Linked DNA regions of Gossypium hirsutum: region 1 is linked to region 2. The links are chromatin contacts, called in public Hi-C maps. All regions are on one chromosome and are shown on one strand. The core of a region is the stretch at or near the end of the contact, and the rest is flanking DNA. Distances in the headings are between cores, read along the strand shown. Region 1 overlaps LOC107897714 (a long non-coding RNA gene). Region 2 holds the start of LOC107897720.

The links. Hi-C and Micro-C count contacts between places; a contact is called where the count stands out from the background.
Region 1: a Hi-C map of leaf shows a contact between it and region 2, with 4 times the contacts expected there. The contact joins the enhancer-like site here to the promoter of LOC107897720 in region 2. A contact is called at or near these places in 8 of 34 Hi-C or Micro-C datasets (anther, callus, hypocotyl and 2 more).

The regions. Positions count from the first base shown.
Region 1 is chrA06:19,366,493-19,369,192 of Gossypium_hirsutum_v2.1, forward strand. It overlaps LOC107897714 (a long non-coding RNA gene), which reads right to left. Exons shown (of 6, transcript XR_001684261.2): 6 at 2,429-2,700. Among protein-coding and RNA genes, the nearest start is that of LOC107897714, 5.9 kb to the right of the region's middle. Within about 2 kb of position 1,374, at least 1 of the 9 cell types and tissues checked has an H3K27ac peak or open chromatin away from gene starts, as enhancers often do. A contact at or near this core is called in leaf, where this site is marked.
Region 2 is chrA06:19,191,422-19,194,121 of Gossypium_hirsutum_v2.1, forward strand. LOC107897720 reads left to right here and starts at 1,328. Exons shown (of 16, transcript XM_041115282.1): 1 at 1,328-1,580; 2 at 2,533-2,630. LOC107897721 (protein ALP1-like) reads left to right here. Exons shown (of 1, transcript XM_016823271.2): 1 at 1-56.

The sequences.
Region 1 (2,700 bases), core at 124-2,623, 180 kb after region 2:
CAGTAAGGCTACAACTGTGGAGTGTTGGGCTGGGTGGGTTGAGCTATTCCCCACATGGAGTGTAGGGCTAGTACGGGTGGAATGTAACGGTTGGTAGGTTGAATAGTCTCCCCAAATGGGCTTGCATATGTTATTGATGTTATATGTATTTTGAAATAGGCCTATGGGCCATACTGTTATCTGAATAAGGGGCTAAGGCCCAGTTTATTGTAATCTGAAAAGGACTCTGGTCCAATACCATTGTTACCTAAATGGGCTTAAGTCCAATAGGCTTGAGCTGACTTAAGTTTTGAATGAGATTTCCTTACACATTAAGTTTCCCCAAACTCACCCCTTTTATTTTCATCTACGCAGGAAATCCCCAACCGGAGTGGGCTTGAAGCTGTGAAGGAATTCGGAGTGACCACCCGTTCTGAAAGGTTTGGACTTTTAAATGTAATAAGGTCGTTTAATTATTTTTGATGGTTTTAATATGTATTACTAAGTTAGGTATTACTTATTTTAACTGTTAAATTGGATAACATTAGGGCGCGTTTTAAAAAAAAATTGATTTCAAAATAACACGACAACAAGCAAAGCTTCCGCAATAAAAGTATTTTCCATAATTAATCACTTTTCCTGAAAAAGACTTAATCAAATCGGTTTCCTAAAAATATACATGACGTTAAAGTATGACAATGACGGTGTGCATGTCTAGGATTGGATCCGAAGGGAGCTTATTACTTAGGTAATCTGATAGACTCACCTCCGCTTTTCCGGTTTCCTACCTGGTGCACAACTTCCATTCAATTTAACCTATAATAAAATTATCTTTTAAAACACTAAGTAAGTTTTTCTTGATCAACAATATAAAATGTTTTTAACGCTTCGATATGGCATGTCAGATTCGGCCACAATGTCTGGACCGGGTTTGGGATGCTACATCTTGTGGGTGTTTTTTCTTTTCTGAATCTTGGTTAAAGAGGGGTTTTGGCTGGTTGTAAGTGTTAATTGAAGGGCTGAATATCATACATCAGCGTTCTAAGGGCATAGAATTCCTATTATTCATTAGAAGGTAAGGTTGTAGATGGTTTTCGAGAATTGTTTGTTCGTAGCAATTTGGATTAAGTGACTGAAGTTGTGTTTTATTGTCGAATATAGGTTCTGGAGTGCTTGGGAGTGATTACATGTCGAAATCGAACCAAGTCTGTACTCAAAACACCAAAAATGAAGATTGATGAAATGTTGAAAAAGCATTATGTCGACGCCACTCGAGCGTGTGATCGCCCATGTGGAAGGTCGTGTGACGAAACACGGGAGTGTGAGCAACGAGCCAGGCTGTGCGCTCCTCACACAGTCGTGCAATGGTTAGGTAAGTCGTGTTTGACATATGGCTCGACCAATTTGGGCCGTGTTGGCCACACGTGTGAGCCCACACGGGCGTGTGAGATGTTGGGCTAGGCTATGTGATCCACACGGCCAAGGCCAATCTGGGCCGTTTGGGCTACACGAGCAGATCACATGGGCATGTGAACCCAATTTAATGATTTGTTTGCTAAGGTTTCACGGGTCGCCCAAGACGACTGTGAACCTACTATTGGGTCGGTAAGCAATGCTTTGATTCCCTAATTGACTGAATGATATATGTATAACTGTATACTGAGCATGATTAGAATAATGAACTGATTATATGCATGACACTATGCGATAACATGCTATGACTGTATGTTGCATTGCATTGGGATGATATATGTGGAGAAAGTGTACTGAAAGGCTTTAAGCCTAATACACTGATAGCTCAGCTACAAATTACTATCTAGTGCTACTTTCGGTACTATTTTAGACTATATTTAATTTGTATACTATCTGTTTGTTTACACGGAAAATTACACACTGAGTTTACATAAACTTACCCCTCCTGCTTAATCTGGGCAGGTAATTCCCAGACTTGAAGAATCAATGCAACAAAGGACATGGTGGTGGCCACACAAACCTAAATTTTTCTTCAACTTTGGGTATTTTAATTTTAAATTATATTCTAGGGTAATTTTTAATGTAAATTACGAATTTTCTGGGACTTTGACTTAATTTGAGTTATTATTTATTTTTTTCGAATTTATAACTGCTAAGACGTTTAAATCAAAAATACAAAGTTTCCTCTAAACACGCGATTTACTCAAAACAACTTAAAAAAACTTCCGCAATAAATTTTACAAAAAAGTTTGACTAGATAAGTAACGATTTTAAGGTTAAGTGAAAACAAATAGAAAATTATTTTATCGTAACAACCTAGTTTCAACCACTATCACGAGACATCACCATGGTATCACCAGATTCAGCTAAAACGTCTAGACTAGATTTGGGTTACTACAAGCATATTTTAGGAAAAGATAACTTAATTATTGATAGCCTGATTAAGATGGTTCGTACTAAACGACTAGGCTCAAGATTGTTTGAATATCCATCTTTGAAGGTCTAAGTTTATTAGCTTTGTATCTTACCAAATTAGTCTTCAAAGGTAACAACAATAGTGAAGACTTGGAGGAAATATTCTTTTCTTTTGTTTTGTCGTTTAGTGGAATAAAAAAGATGAAAGAAAATTATCTCTCTCTTTCCTTCCACCATTTAATCATTAATAATAACTTTTAGTTAATAGGATAATTAATAATCAATGGTTAGTAAGTCTACAATCCTAGCACGCTTGTGTCTGCTGCCTCTGGC
Region 2 (2,700 bases), core at 78-2,577:
TTGCTTGTTATTCTTTTGGGGTATGGCAATAAAGATTATTCCTGATTTAATTTCCATTTATGGATTTGCCAACATTTTTCTATTTACTTTTTTAAAAAATTGAAATTTGTGACCAGAGTGTATGCTATGCTACACTTACAAGAAACTCCTGAACCTTAATTTTATTCCCCGTGGATCAAGTAAAGTGTAAATATTTTTGGGCATTCAAGTCTGCTTAATAACAATCCATTCCTTGACAGTGGTAATTAAATAGGTGTCAGCATGCGGAACCGCATATTTTAGGTAACTTTTAATATAATTTTTTAAAATAATTTTGGTGATTTTTAATATAATGCAAAAATTGTTGGTAATAATTTTGATAGCATTTATTTAGTTTTGGTAATATTTTCAAAAAAAAAAACCTTAGTGAAAAAATTAGATCTAATTTTATTAACACTTAATGTAAGTTTTCATTCAATGTTCAATTTGTCATACGAGTTTTTTTGTCTTTGTTAAATACTTGAATTTGGTTATAATATTTAATTTGATATTTAAATTTTTTTTATCTTTATTAAGTACCTGTATTTTTTATTAGAGTACATATGTTAAATATTCATGAAGTATTAAATTGAATATTAAAATTAAATATAAATACCAAATTAAGACAAAAGAAACTTAAATACCAAATTGAAAGTGTGAATTGGCATATTATCGCTTAGCTTGTGTGGGCCTTGTGAGGTGGCCGAGCTGAGCAGGTTAGATTACAAAATAGACCTCGGACGCCTATATACAATAAATAGAAAAAGTTAAGCCAAGATGAATTAAACTGAGTTGCTGAAGTTTCATGATTGGATATGAAAAATTATTGCATTTACTATGAGAATGATTATTTATATTACCATTACAATTACGTGATGGCTGATTAATTCACATCCAACTAACTTTTTTATTAATAGCCTTTAATTTATCTTAATTATTTTTTTCTTTTTATATCAAATTGCAAAAATTTCTCACCTTTAAATATTTTAATTTCATCTAAATTTAGCAATTTTGTCAACAAAAAACAAAGAAAAGATTTTTAAATATTTTCTTTAATCAAAATGAATCTAGTGTTTTATTTTGAAACTTGTTTATATTAGTATAAAAATGATTTGAATAGAGTTATAATTAACTAAAGACAATAATTTACTTAATATAATAAAAAAAATATTTAAGACACTAGTCAATAAAATAATCCAATTAAATTTCACAAAGAGAAGGACAAGGCCACGAGGCACAAGCTGTCTTAGGTTAGGAGCCGGCTCAACATATATATATTTTTTCGTTATTACCCAAAAGCTCCCGTTCAGAAACTCGACATCTTTGCATCCCAAGGACAGCGAACCATGGGCATAATAGTCATTTAACTGAACCAGATTTCATTGCCGATCAAAATACAGGCTCGCTTTCCACCTCCATGGCCATGTACGAACTTTCCACTTTCAGTTTTGAGCTTGGAATCAATCACGTAAACCAAAATCGTGTCCCTAAGTTAAACAATCTAATTAGCTTGCTAAAAAATTACACCCTCCTTCGTCACCTCTTCTCGCGATTCATCGAAGGTAGATTTCTACTCACATTCTTGATTGCAAGCTCTAGGGTTTTCTTTTTTCTACTTTCTTGATCAATTTATTTTTTTGTTTCTTTGATTGAGTTTTTATTTCAGTTTTATTCTCTAATTTTCGTTTTGATTTAATTGTTAGGGGTTTCTGCATATTTGTATTAGTATTTAATTTTTTATTTTGTTCAATTGCTGAGGTTCGACGAATTAAGTAGGATTGAGATGTAAACTTGAGGAATTAGAGGATAAATTGGTAATTTTTGAGCTTAAACTGGCTTTACTGTGTTAAACGGAGCATTTCATTTGATGAAACTAGATTATGTTGATTAGTCAAAAAAATGAAGAAACATTGAGGAATTTAACTGAGATAATATTTTGTCTCGCTTTTTTCTGGTTTGTTTCAATCTTGGCTTGGATTTAATTTAAGTAAGGAAAGTGAAGTTGAAGGCAATTATTCGTATCCTTGTGCCATGGTAAAAAATTCTAGGAACACAAGAGCAACGATTAGGGAATAATTCAAATGGGAATGCTTTCTTACCGACTACTATGATCTATAAGTATCCTCCATTTGAGATCACATTGAGTTCAGCCAGTTAAGTAGTGTTGGTTATCTTAAGTTATAATCTCGGTGAGATTGATATTTAATTTATTGATATATATTATATATCTTTTTAGTCTGTTGCTCAGCTGGAGGTATAGTAAAATAAATGGCAGTGTTCAGCTGCTCGAGTTTGGTTATTTTGCTGAAATTTATTTGTTGGGCTAACTTTTTTTGAACTATGATTCTATCTTAAGTCATAATGTGTTAATGATATGGTTGTAGAAGGTTTTTCCACACATAAACCCTGATTTCTAACTTTATATCAATCTCTGATTCATGATTCTGATTCTGATTCTGATTCTGATTCTGATTCTGATTCTGATATGTTTGTTTTATTAAATTTGTGCTGCAGAGATGGGCAAACAGCCTTAGTAGCAATTTTTGTTTTGATGCATGAGAGGTGATTTACATAAAGGAGTTATACAGTTTAGAAACTTATTTAAATAAAAGGTAAATTGAATTGGTGGTTCAATCATGATTTTACTTTCATATGGGTTTTACTGGCATGTGCCTTAAGTAA